Linked DNA regions of Rattus norvegicus: region 2 is linked to region 1. A link is a contact called in public Hi-C data. All regions are on one chromosome and are shown on one strand. Each heading gives the region's core, a stretch centred on a gene start, on an enhancer-like site or on the middle of the called end of the contact. The rest is flanking DNA. Distances are from core to core; before and after follow the strand shown.

Evidence for each region. Hi-C and Micro-C count contacts between places; a contact is called where the count stands out from the background.
Region 2: a contact with region 1 is called in a Hi-C map of Schwann cells, with 5 times the contacts expected there. The contact joins the promoter of Sorbs2 here to the enhancer-like site in region 1. A contact is called at or near these places in 2 of 12 Hi-C or Micro-C datasets (Schwann cells and frontal cortex) and 1 of 1 datasets of contacts at active chromatin or transcription factors (oligodendrocytes).

The regions. Positions count from the first base shown.
Region 1 is chr16:53,213,748-53,221,049 of GRCr8, reverse strand. Sorbs2 (sorbin and SH3 domain containing 2) reads left to right here. Exons shown (of 23, transcript NM_053770.3): 12 at 2,577-2,691. Among named protein-coding and RNA genes, the nearest start is that of Pdlim3, 100 kb to the right of the region's middle. Within about 2 kb of position 5,044, at least 3 of the 93 cell types and tissues checked have an H3K27ac peak or open chromatin away from gene starts, as enhancers often do. A contact at or near this core is called in Schwann cells, where this site is marked.
Region 2 is chr16:53,355,325-53,362,331 of GRCr8, reverse strand. Sorbs2 (sorbin and SH3 domain containing 2) reads left to right here and starts at 3,349. Exons shown (of 23, transcript NM_053770.3): 1 at 3,349-3,837.

The DNA.
Region 1 (7,302 bases), core at 3,795-6,294:
GACATAACCTTTATTTTTTTGTTTAATAAGCTCATATAGGAAATAAAGAGACTAAGGATAGTAGTAGAGCACTTATCCAAGTGCTACAAACACACACAATAGCTTACTATTGTGTCCATATCAGCCTGGGGCATGAGGCTCAGTGGCAATGGCTTCCTCCACACACTCTGGCCTCTGGGTCCAATTCCTGAGCTGAAAGGGGCTAAAGTATGGCACATCACTGTGTAATCTCAGTCTTCAGGAAGCTGAGGCATGAGTTCAAGGCCACTGAGCTACATAGTAACTTCCAAGCCAGAACTGGCTACATTGTAACATTCTATCTCAAAACAAGCACATATTAAAAATAAAATAATTGGAGACGATTGGCACAGATCCCCTCTGCTGCCCCACATTAGAAAGAGACCGAGCGGTTAAGGTTTTTGTTTTCACAGGTTTGAAAGTTCAGATCTTTTAAGATGCATTTTAGAAACCAAGGGAAATTATTCTTAAATTATAAATAAGGCATTATTTAACAAGTATCTGTGAGTCACTTTTGCCAGTTGTTTTAGCTGATTCTCATTTTCATTTCTGCACTGAAATATTTTTAAATAGGCTATTCACACTCAAGTTAAATTTTTATGAACACATTTCATTTGTGTTAGTTTAGCAGGACTGTGGCTAATATTTCTATGTCTTGGTAATCTTTACTGAAAGCTGATTATGAGGCAAGCACCAGGCTAGGTACTCCCATTGATTGCATTGTTTTATCCTGGAAACAACCCAGTGGAACATGTTCTACACCACAGAGAAAGAAATGGGTTAGAAAATTACAATAATTTGTTCTATTTGTATGGATAGAGTGTCTAAGTCAGGATTTAACCTTGGCTTCTCCTAAGTCCAAAGCCTATGCTATCTCTACTGATAGTTAATAAATAGTAATTGAAAAGATGTTTATTATTGGTTTTTGTACTACTGATTAAGTATTTTCTATCATTATGATCTTGGTTACTATTCTGTTGCCATAAAGAAACACCATTACCAAAGCAAACCTTAAAAGGAAGCATGTAATTAGGGGTCCATTTATAGTTTTAGAGGCAAGCAGTCAGGCAAGGCGCTGGGGTGGTAGCCAAGAGCTTTACATCCTGGTCTACAGGCAGCAGGCAGAGAGACAGACATTAGCCCTGGCTTGGGGTTTTGAAACCTTAAAGCAGTAACACACCTCCTCCAATAAGGCCACACCTCCTAATTCTTCCCAAATAGTTCCACTAACCTGAGGACCAGGCATTCAATTCTATAGGAGCCATCGACACACAAACCAACCACACACCTCATAAAAAGTATACTCAACACCAGTAAAATTGCATCCCTAGGAAGAGTTGCAAATCATCTGTAGGATCATGATGTAATTAATACATAACAAAAATAAATAGCACATGTCAAGGAATTTTCACCTTAATACCTCTTCCCTCACGATAAATTGTGTAGAAGTACAAATGTCTTTAAACTGAGAAATAATTAGCACTGCACGTTTTTTTATGAAATTTCTCCATGATGCTCAGACAGGACACAGTTTCTCACAGGTAGGAAATCTGAGGCGGGAGGCAGTGCAGGCTCTGCTGGATGGAGCTCGCTGGTTCTCTCCACACCTAGGACTTGCTTCTCCTTTTCTCTTAGAGCACTCTGTGCCTCTTATTCCATGGAGAAAGAATTTCCAAACTCAAAAGATAAAAGGTCCTTTCCCTCAAATAAAAATTAAATGAATAAATGTATATAGAATGATTCTTCCACCCCTCCAAGGGAAGTTTTCTAATTTGGTTCTGACCGCCCAGAAGAGTTTGGTGTTCTGAATCCTCCTGTGAAAATGTAGTTTCCAAGAGCCCTTGACAGACCCTCAGTGGTATCAATGCAAAAAAAAGTATCAGATTCCATGGGAGAGTATTTCAAGGCTCAGACCAAGGGGCCTCCCACTCCACTCTGCTTATCCCTATGAGTGTCAGCCCAAGGGATGCAGCTATAAATCTCACGTGGGCATTCCAATGCTGTTCACAAGAAAAATGGTCAAGCCTGCTATGAGCATTATTTCTTATCCCTCGGGATCAAGGAAGCCAGGCGGTTAAACGGACAAAGCGTCACAGAGCACACTGCCACTTTATACTCAGACACACATGTCCTTAGCACCCAGGGGTCTAGCAACGAGAAGTCACCGTCCTTGCGTCTACAAACCTCTTTTGTGAGTTTTTCCATCCATAGTCACACTTGAAAAAAAAGCGTGAAGAAAGAAAGGTGGAAGTATAAGAGATAGTTTTTTATAAGTCATTCATATAAAGCTAAACGTATAGTAATTTCATATATTTTTTTAGCCAGAGGGATGTTGTGTGAGGGTGTGAGGGTTTTGTTGGGGTTTTTTGTTTGTTTGTTTTGCTTTGTTTTTAAATCTCTCAGGGCTCAGGAAGAAAACCGCTTGTTGATTAAGCCTGAATATCTCAATCCATAGACACACACCTACACACACTAAACCAGTAAAGTTCTAGTAAAATTAACCTTGGCCATGGTGGGATCTCACGGTGCTTTCAATGTGGTTTGCTGTTCATTGACAGGCATGACTGGGATCCCCCAGACAGAAAGGTGGACACCAGGAAATTTCGATCGGAGCCAAGGAGTATTTTTGAATACGAGCCTGGGAAGTCATCCATCCTGCAGCACGAAAGACCCGTAAGCACTTGTCATTGATCCAAGAGCCAGCTTGCTAGGCCACAGGGGTCCCGAGTGAACCTGAATCTTGTCCCATTTATTTATTTGACACTGTCGAGAAACTGTCTTTATTTTTAGCCATGATTTGCATATCTTGTCTCTGAACTGAAAGAGGTGTTTTAGTAGCTTATAGGCAAGCCTCATCACCATTAGCTCTGCTAGCTGTGCCTAATCACAGCACTCATGCAGGAAATGCTGCTCTGCTATTCTATCGTGCCCGTGAGGAAAATCACGAGTCTGCATCCGATGTACAGACCCAGGCAGATGAACCCCTTGACTTCTATGTTGGATTCCTACCCACTATTTAGCTCACTAAAGAGGAAATCTTCCCCAACACACTTCTCATAACAAGTCATTTAATTGGTTTTTATTAAATCCCTCTCAGGTTACCTCGAGCCTCAAGCTTCCATTTTACTGGATCAAGACCGTATTGTTCTTTATAGTCTGTTTTGTTTATTTGAGGGACATACAAAGTAAACAGGGTATGGACTTGGAAAAGGTCACTTGCCTCCAATTAAATCTAACAGCAGCTTCTTCCCTGGCCCTCCTTCCTGTTTTCTTCCCTTGTTTGTTTCTTGGAGATCAGTGTCCTCAAGACCTCCTTAAAACTCTGCAGTTCCCCTGTATGTCCAAACTCCATCCCACATAAACCGGTTGGTATTGCCTTTGTGAGTTCTTCCGGCTCACACACCACCATCACACAGTGCAGAGAGGGCAAGGTTGGCCCTGAGATTTCGTTGGGCAGCCTTGACCATGAGTAACCTCGATTTAGAGTGGAAAATCCTGATTTAGAGTTGGAATGCCACCCTGTGTTTTGTGGCTGTGTTCTTGAGTCTGTTCAAAGATCTTCCAGTCACACAATTCAACTGCCTTTCTTCAAAGAATTCAGATTTCATTGCATGGTAAGGCTGCAACAGAGAGACTGCAAGTGAGGGGAACATTACTGATCCCAGGATCTGGATTTTAACCCATTCCCTAAGTGGTCTGTTTGAATATAAAGAAAGTGAAATTTCCAAACCAAAATTCAATGGAATATAATATTACTCCTGAAAATTTTTATTAGATTAAATTATAATAGGACTCTAATGATTCATGAAGCTCTTGGGATTATGGTATGACTAAAGATAAGAGATGTCTTAAATGGCCAAAATAGAAACACACCTAAAGAATTCTCCTTGTTAGAGCTCATTTTTAGGGTCCTTTCATTGTGGCTGATATTTCCACAACCCTTTGGGTGCAAGCTTTGAAGGCTCTCTGGTTTAATCTACTAATAACAATAATCATAATGATAGCACTACATGCTATAACTAATAATAGTTTCTTTATCTTCTGAAGCCTTCCCAACAACCCTATAAAGTAGATGCACTAACTTCCTCCTTTACAGATCAAGAGACTGGGGCAGCACTCACCAAACGCCACATGGCCACGTAGCTAGCATGTGCTCGAACCAGTCAAGCAGAGGCAGATGTTTGCGTGGCTTCCCCACTACCATGTCGTCTCCTCTGAACAGGAAGCCTTTGGCTACTAGTACTCACCATAATTTATTTGGTTGCTTTCAAGTATTGTATAATTAGTGGCTAACTTAGAAAAAGTTCATGTTGCTTACTTTACCAGAAAGCTGGGTTCAGAGTAGTTATAATGCAAGATGCGTATTCTTGACTGGTCCAAGAGGATAGGGCGGTCAGAAGCCATGAGCATGGGCAGAGATTCTGCTCTGAATAAACCTCTTCCGCCACAGGAAAAGATGAATGGGAGGAACTGGCATCTTGGAAGGAAATGAGAACACAAGGCGTACTTTTTTTCCTCTCCGAAACTATTTTATTGGGAGCTAGAGTTATGGCAAATGATATGAGAGAGTTAGTGATATAATTTTGGCCAAGCCTTGTTAAATTATTGTTTTTATAGGATTAGACTATTATCTTCTTTTAAAAAATCAATCCTGAATTTATCCCACTTTAAATTGGAACAAAAAAACGAATACAAAACAAACCAAAGAGCCAACTGGGCGAGGGTATTTGAGAACAGCTGAGTGTCTTGAAGGCTTGGACTGCAGGAGAGAGAGGGTGGCTTTGCTAACTGAGAGAAGCATGAGTCTCAGGGCCTCATGACGGCATCTTCTGACTTTTTACTCAGGTATTTTGAGAGAATCCCTTTGTTCTCTTCAGTTCTAATTTTTGAAAATGGTAAACAAGCACTAGGCTGTTCTATGCTGTTCTCCTTGATTTCCAGCAAGCCTGTCAGCTTCCCTATATTCTTGGATCCCCTTCGCCCTCTATGAGCTTAACATTCCTACTCACAAGGAGAAATGTCACAGCCCATCCGGTCCACAATTGTCCATTGTCTGAGTTGACACGGCCCATTCATTTCCCTGATTAGTAAATCCACCATTTCTTTTTTAAAAGCCTAGCAGTCCCACATTTTCTCTTGACTTTTTCTTGTCTCTGGAGACATCCTTACCACGCACCTGTCCACCTGCCTGGGTCCTCACCTTGACTGACATAGTATCACTTATCTTCCACACCCAACTCAATGCCTGGCATGGGGTACCTAGGTAGTGAATACCTCCTTGAGCAACTCAGTGAATAGAACTGATGTTACCTTTGCAGTTGGTGGATAGAAGATGGTGAGATCGAATCTATCTGTGAGGCCCAGTGAGTCTCCATCACGATGCACAGATGGAATTCACAAAAATAACTTTAGCTCACCTTCTATGAGGGAACAATTCTGCTTAAGCAGAACTCCTCATGCCCTGGGGAGGTCACGGGGGATATTTCCTTCATCCTATTTTTTACCAGAAAGACAAAAACCAAATGCATTTCTTCGAAGCTCATAAATATTTATTTGATTATAAAAGCTATAAAAATCTGAGATGTTATAGCTGATGGTTTGACCCGTGAAGAATTATCCCATTACACAATAGTATTTTCTGTGAACCAGAAAGCATAGCAACCCGTGCCTTGACGCTTAAAACCCAATGAGCATTTACAAGAACAAACTCCCGGGGTCTCTGGTGTGTTAGCACACAACATGTGCATCCAGCAGGAAGACTGAGAAGCAGCAAAAGGCTTTTAAGTTTGGAAAACTTTTAAAAACCACGCATTCTATGGAGCTTTTAAGACCAATCCCATGTGAGTCCTGGTGCAAGCTCATCTTAAGCACTTCTCACTCTGGAGATGGATGGTTTGTGTGAGCAGAAGGTTGCTAGGCTTGTGAACTGACAGAAAAAAAACAGAGTGAGGAGACGTCCATCGGAAGCTGCTCTCTTGCCATTACAAGAATTACTCTGAGAGGTAGCTGTCCCCTAGTGGATTCCTATGAAGAAGAGGAGTTTCTCTGATGTGAGGGAACTGAGGGAGCACTGACAGAGATCCTACGCCTATGCTTCAGTTATCAGACAGTCTGTATATGTGTCACTGACTTTATAGCGTTTCTGGGCCTGTAGGAGCCATTCTGGATTGATACAGAACACATCCAATTATTGTATAACTAAGATAATCAACTAGACAATTCTAGTTCTGGCGTCTCCTTTTTGGGGGTGTCTATTTCTTAAGGGTTATCTTGTTGAGGTTATTTGTCTTATGTTCTTTTGAGATAAGGTTATTCTGTGCAGTCCAGGCTGATTTCAAACTCGCCATCCTCTTCCCGCTGGCTCCTAATACCAGCAACTGAAGTGTGTGCCCGCCCACCCAGCCAGTAAAGCCAAGGCTCTGTTCAAATGGGTACCCCACACTCCATTCCAGAACTGCTGAGGGTGACACGGTGCAGTCTGGGGGACTTCCTGTGCTACTATCTCTCTGTACAGTTTTTAGCAAGTTGTTCACTCTCTGTATTGAAGCTTTAATAAGTTAGAACCCTTTCTCTCTAATGAAATCAATATTTTCGGGGTTGGAGCACAATGATAGCTCTCTGCTCCTTTCCCCAGATTCTATTACAGAAACGTACCCCCACAACGGAGAATGTGGACCATCAGTTTGTGGTTGATTTTCTTTTAAGTCAAGGCCAAGCTAAAAAGCTTGTCTATTGATTTAGTAAGTTTGCCCCCTAGTGTTCACAGTGTTTTGAAACAATTTTTTTCCCCTTTAATACTGGTTCTCAACCCTTTAACACAATTCCTCATGTTGTGGTGACCTCCAACCATAAAATTATTTTTGTTGCTACTTCATAACTGTATTTTTGCTACTATTATGAGTCATAATGCAAATATAAATGTTTTCCAATGATCTCAAGAAACCCACAGGTTGAAAACCACTGTTCTGACAAATTCCTATCTTCCCTGAGCACAATAAAACACTCTAGTTGGATGTAGGTCATCCCAACAGTAGCTGAGAAGAAGCCTTTTAAATAGACACTTGATATCCAGCAATAGAAACTATAGAGTTTGAGAGAATTCCAGGTTTCTCTTCTGTTAAGGAGACAGTATAGCTCTCTGAACTATACAAAACTTACTGACCAACCCTCTCTAATGTTAACTGGAGATAAAGGTTCTAACAATGTAATCCTATGAAATAATTATATGTTTCAGGTGGCTTTGTCTAATAATTGAAGAAAAGTAACATTTTTATCGCTAACAAA
Region 2 (7,007 bases), core at 2,100-4,599, 140 kb before region 1:
AAAGCCAGTGAGGATCCAAGCCTTACACAGAACTGCACTTAAGAAGCCCTCTGCAGCATTGGGTTCAACATCAGCAGATTCAATCCATTACCAATAAAAAACTTGCAAACTGCTTCTGTGTGGTGTGATACACAGTGGTACATACCTATAATACTAGTACTTAGGAGGCAGGGGCAGGAAGATAAAGAATTCAAATTCAGCCTCAATTATGTATCAAATTTGTGTTGGATAGGATTGCATTGCTCTGAAGAGACACTAAGACCACAGCAACTCCTATAAACAAAAACATTTCACTGGGGCTGCCTTACAGTTTCAGAGTTTAGTCCGTTATCGTCATGGCAGGCAGCAAGGCAGCAGGCAGGCAGGCATGGAGCAAGAGAAGAAGCTAAGAGTTCTACACCTTGATCTGCAGGCAGCAGGAGACCGCAACCCGTAGCTTGAGCATAGGAGACTTCAAAGCCCACCCCCACAGTGACACACTTCCTCCAACGTGGCCACACCTACATCAATGAGGCCACACTTCCCAGTAGTGCCACTCCCTATGAGCCAAGCATTCAAACACATGGGTCTATGGGAGCCATTCAAACCTATTGAATAGGGAGACCTATTCAAACCACTACAAAATTCAAGGTCACTGGAGTCTAATGAGACCTGCCTCATTAAAAAAAAATGTATCTAGACTTCTTAACACTATTTTCTAAGTAATATAACACAACACACATAGCGTTTACATTGAATTAGATGTGGTCTATATGGTAACATGCAGTTTTGTATAAAGGACTTGAACATCTGATGGTTATGTTATCCTTGGTGAGAGAGGGTTGTCCTGGAACCAGTCTCCAGTGTTAATAAGGGACAACTCTTTAACTACCAATAAAGATGAATACATGACAACAGGGGTCAAAAAGTATCAAAGGATTGGTTTCCGTTCCTACCAGCTTTCTAGTCCCATGAAATATGGGGATTTCAGCCCCTCTTCTTTAGAGAAATAACTATTTATGGCCTAATGGAGTAGGAGGTGCATGATAAAGGAAGGAGACCCTTTGTATCCCCCCGAAAAAAAGACTAATGGTTTCCATACCCAACTAAGCAATCATGTAAGTAGAATAAAGACATTTTCAGACATAATATGAAAAAAGCCATACAAAAGACCCAAAATAACCTTGACTGTTTGTTGGTATCTTTTATAAAGTATCAACATTTAATTAGAATCACGTCCATTTTCCTGAAATGATTGCATCCATTAATGTTTGAAAATGAGTTAAAATGCAGGATTCACATGAAATCTTACAATGCTGTAGGATATCATTCAATATCAAGGAAACTACACATAGCAGTTTATCCTTGTAGTCACAGCTTTTCAATAGACAGAGGCAGAATTCCTTCCGTTCAGAAGTTGAGTTCAACCTAGGCAACACAGTTAGATCCCATCTTAACATTCAAGAAAATATATGTATTGAGAAGCTGCAGTATTCAAGTAGAGAAGGCAATAATTAATGGGCCGGATTGGCCGGATCAAGCAGTGGCAGAGAAAAATCTGTTAACGAGTAAAAAGGCACAACAGGTCTTCAGACAACAGAGACAGATCCCTGCACAGTGGGGCCACAGAGGTGAGCTCTGTTTGAGAGTGCCACTGGTGAGTGGTCTATTTGAGCAAGATGTCTTCTGAAGGATAAAGAGACAGCTTGGACCTAAGGTTAAAGATGCTGGATGGTGGGTTCAGTAAAGAAACTTTCGGGGTTGGGGATTTAGCTCAGTGGTAGAGCGTTTGCCTAGCAAGCACAAGGCCCTGGGTTTGGTCCCCATATCTCAAAAAAAAAAAAAAAAAGGAAAAGAAAAAGAAGAAGAAACTTTCAGGAACTAGAAACATTCAGGAGTCCAGGAAGCCTTTATGCCACTCAAAATGTGGACATTTGGAATCGAAGAGTAGACATGCTTGAGGAATTGTAGTGTCCAGTTCAGAACTAGCAAAACCTGGTGACTTAACAGAGGAAAACTCCAGTGACCATATAAAATGTGGGAGTCTTGCCAAGCCAGAAGGGTCCACTCACTCCTTCTAACTGGACATACTGATCCTATGTGGCTCAAAGATGAATCTGCTTGGACAGGAGAGGAAACAGGATTCCCTAAATCTACATTCACAGAATTCCTGTCATATTGATCCTGGGAATGAGGACAGAAGACAGGAATGTTAACTTGGGCAGGAAAGATGCAATCCTCACGAAATATAAATCAATGTCTCCTAGCAAACAAAACTTGTCTGTTTACAAGTCCAAAGTGTTAACACACCATTTCAAACTGATTGCTAGAAGCAAAACTAAGGAAGACACTGCGTTGAGAATATATCAAATTGAATATGACTGGAGACAATCCTTAAAGCATAGAAAGGGCTGTGGGGGGGGGGGGTTAGAGATTTAAATTGTTAATGGCATTAACCGTGGAAGATTCCCCAAGGAGGTGGGCTTTTGAGAGAGTGTGGAATGCAATTCAAGCTACTCCTGCCTCGAAGGGAATGCTTAAATTCTCAAAGGATTTTTCATTTGATATATATTCTTTCAAAGCATTTTTAAATTAAAGATAAAGTATAATTACATTAAAGAGAATTTCCTACAGAAACTGCAATAGAACTTTTAAAAGTTCTGCTTTAGACTGCGTAACGTGATAAGTGGACCATTCAGAAATACTAAACGAGCTCATCTGACTAGATTATTATATTGACGATATATAACACACAAGTCAAGGGGCTTTATTTGAATTAAGTTGGCTATAAGATTGTCATTGGAAAAAAACAGGAAAACAAAACAAAACAAACAAACAAACAAACAAACAAACAAACAAAAAAACCCAGCCATCTCATGTACCAATCTCCTTCCAGCCCCTTCTAAGGTCGAACCCGGTTTCACCCATGGTTCCAATTAGCGCCTCTCCGGCGATATGCATATTATTAACCTGGATAGAGAAGAATACAGCCTTGCTTCCTTGATCGTGTCACACTGTAACACTGACATATACAACAAAAGTTCCCTAGAAAAGCAGAGGGGGCGGGGTGAAGGCCCAGGGCGCTTGCGCTCTAGGTGAAACATTTAGGAAGGTAACAGAAGCTGCCTTCCTTCGAAAAATGATGAGTTTAATTTAAAAAAAAAAAAAGGAATTAACAAGCTGTGTCGTGCGCTGCACATGATCAGCCATGCTTGCTAAGTCTGTCTGTTGGCTGTTGCTATGGCTACGGAAAGCCCGTGGAACCCAGTGAGCTGTCTGCAGAGGCGCTGAGAGGACCAGCCATTTTACTTAGGGAAAGCAGTGTGGCATAAAGCCTTTCTGTGGAGGAAGCATTTTTTTGAAAAAAAGAAAAATCTTTGGAGAGAAGAGAGCCACAGTGAGCACGCTAGTGCACAATTATTGCAGCCACGTGTGCCCGCAAGCTGGCCCTGCGACAAGCTGTTGAGTGCTGTTGCAATTAGCTGATTGGAGAACGGGGACTGCAGGGTGATAATGCTGCGTCTCCGCTCGCGGGCACCAGGAAAGGGTTTTGTCTCGGGAAGGCAAGTCTTCCCTGCACAGTTATCTCAGCAGCTCCCTAGCTGAAGAGAACTGGGGGCTCTAAAGGGAGGGGGTCGCACTGTGCGAGCACAGATTCTGTGCCAGGCTGTTGCTTATGAGCCGCAGGTCTGGGAAAGCAGGTGTGTGCTCGGACGGGCACTGGGCTGGAACGCAGGCGGCGGCTCTCGGGTTCACCTGCTTCCTGTTAACAGACTGTTGGCTCACAGAGCATCTGCTCTTACACGCTGAAGCTGCGGCTGAGAAAGGGGTTCCCGGCATCCCACTTGACTGACGGAGGTAAGCCTTTCAACCCTCTTTTGAAAGCTCAGCATAAAAAAAAATTAAATTGAAGCAAAACTTAACCAGAAAAAAAATCTACATTGATCGTTATGATCTGAAATTAAGGAGGAGCACACACACATTACTTCCACAAATTGGTGCCTCAAATACAGAGTTAACTCGGTGAGTTGAGGTTTCAGAAATTGTATGCTAAAGAAAAAAAAAGCGCCGCTGTTCTGCGTTAGGATTTAAAATAAATATTTATCGTTTTAACAAACTATCCTGGCTTGTCTTTCTGGACAGACCTGATAGCCAATAACCTTTCTGTCCGACAGAACAATGGATTCTTTTGTGACTTGCCCTTTGACACGTTAAAAGAACTACACAGTAAACCAGCAGAATGCAAGCTGTGGAACATTTATTTTTAATCCTCATAAATGTTTTAAATCTTTATACCTTTATGCACACCTTTAAAGTCAGGAATTCTGTTCCCTATATAGGTCATAACAGCCCGTGGATTTTGTACTTGCTTATTGTGGACTGAATGGCCCGGTGTGCTGTTTGATTTAGATCCGGGGCAGTTAGAGAGCAAACAGTGTAGGTATTGGGATTTGCTCACACCTCCTCTCCCAATATCCTGCATGCCAGGCTGCCCCAGAGCACAACACCCCCATTGTCCTCCCGAAACTCAGAATCCAGGGAAAGAAAAGAGATGGAGTCTTTGCACTGAACTCCAGTGCTGCTATAGGATGCGGCAGGGAAACTTGTTTTCTTGCCTAATTTCTTTTGTTTTCACAAGTAGATAGATTTCACAGGACAGTGAAACAAAACATGCCACATACTTCCTACCGAGGCACACACCAATAATGGCAGTGATGTCTGCTGCTGGCCACTGGCTGCAAGTGGTGCAGACTTTGAATTGAATGGGGGAATTGCCCCTCAGTAAGCCTTGCTGTACTTTACAGTCTCTTAGGAACAAGCTGGTCCGTGGATTGAAACTGCTCAGCCAAATCAAACACCCCGGAGAGGAACGGGTCAAGGAATGAGTAAATTCCGCTTTAGCACCATTTCAGCCTTTTCTGACTCAGTCCTGCCGCTGGTGTACCAGGAATGTCTGATTAGTCATAATGCTGTTGAAAATAATAATAATAAAAAATTATTTGGCTGAAAACTTCTGTTAACACCGCTATCAGCTAAAGATGGAGTTTGCCACAAAATTCAAATAAATAGTTACCCAAGGTCTCTTTCCAAGAAGTAGTTTATTTTATCCTGTCTTTTTATGGCTAAATATAGATTGGATAAGGAGTCTCCCAGTAGCATTAATTGTGATGTCTTCACTGATGTATGTGAACAAGGATCACCTGTTTCGGGTGTTAGTCTAGCCTCAGAGGAGCAAGTCATAAAGCCCAAGGTGGGGGATATTTTTTAATTTTCCTTTTGTCATTGGTATCTAGGACATAAAGATTTAGAAAGGTGAGTGTGTGCTGGATAAGGAAGCCTGTGGACATGGCTCTGGTTGAGTGGAAAGGGTCTGTGGGCTAAAACGCTACGATGATGGGACCGTACTTAGTTTAGCTCTGAAGGCAAAGTAACTGAATGCTGCCGCCGTTAAGTTCTGTGAATAACATTTCTCATCCATGTTTTAAATCATTCAGGGAGAACAAAATGGATCCTAAAAAGATCCCCTTTCACTTTGCTCCCTTTTTACGATACCACCAAAGGAGTTCTTAGAATCAGCAAACACACCCAAGGCAAGAAAATCATACTCTAATTTCTCTTGGGGTAACCTTTATAGCAGATTGTGGGAATACCTATAGCACGCCTGAGGGGCGTCCCTTGTTACCTTGGTGGTGTCTTTTGTGGGACAGGAGCATGCGAGCTCACAGGAAGATGAACTTGCAGCTCTGTTTTCCCACGTTGCTAACCCTTTAAGGTGGTAGCCACGGAAGACCAGACCGTCACTCCCGAGCCTGACCCTGTTTGGATACCAACAGCTCTAGGAACGGAGCTCAGAGAGTCCTCCTCTCTCAACACTTTGCTTGCTAGTTTTTGCTTATCTTTGTTATCTTTGTTTTAGATAAATTTCTGCCATCCCCAACTCTCCTCTTGGCAAAGTCAAATATTTTACAATTTCCAAAACACACTATGAAACACTGGCAAATGCTAACACCCTCTATTGTAGATTTCCCTGAAACTCTCTGAGCAGCCAACTTTAGTGGACCCTGGAGAACCTAGCAAGGATGCCTCTCCAGACAGATCCTTATCACATCGAGCAACCCTCTTGATTCTGTCTGTCTGCATCAGCGTATATTGCTTTTGCCTCTGCTCATAGGTTTCCATGGTCTTACTAATCTCTGATTCTAAAGCATTTAGAACATAGTGTTCAGGCATTCAGTTGATTAAGTCAGGTTTCACTTTTATTGCAAATATACCCTTGACCTAGTAGTCGTGAATCAGAGAAACTCAAAACATTAAAAAAAAAAAAAAAGGCACCAACTTATCAAGTGTGAAAATGTCACTCTGGACCCCAGTTCCATAAGCACATGGGTGTCTTGTATTAACTAGTCATTTTCTGAAAGAAAATCTTTAAATGTAAATTTTAAGTAAAGTGACAAAAATTTCGGAAGAAGATAAAAAAAGTGACCATTCTTATTTGGGGTAGCTCTCAGGCTCTCAGTGGACTTTGTGTTGGAAGCTGAGTGTAATGTACAAAGTATAAATACTTAGGAAAGAGCTTTTCATGTTGAAGCTGAGAAAGGGAAGAGGTCTTTAGCCTGGGGGAGGCAAGACTAAGGAACTGAAAAACGATGTCTAGTAACAGTTTCTTTCCATTTTCCTAAATGAACGTTGAAGTTTACAGGCTCCATCATCTGTCAATCACTGATGCCCCACCTCCTTCCCCCAAATGTGAGTGCCTAGGTAAGAGAGGGGTGTCACTGTAGCTGTGAACTTAGTTTTAATGGAGACTTACTTTTTCCCCAGATAAAGGCATAATTCTTTTGTTAAAGAAATATTCTGATTACCCTTTTGTTGTGGGAAAATTGCTAGAATGATGTGATCCACAGGACGATTGCATGGGGAACTTAATGTATAATTTCCTATCTCAAGATACTCATGTTCAAGGCAAAAGTAGTCATTAGTTTGGGAGCTCAGATTAGAGGGTTCAAAATATTCAGCTGTTTTGAATT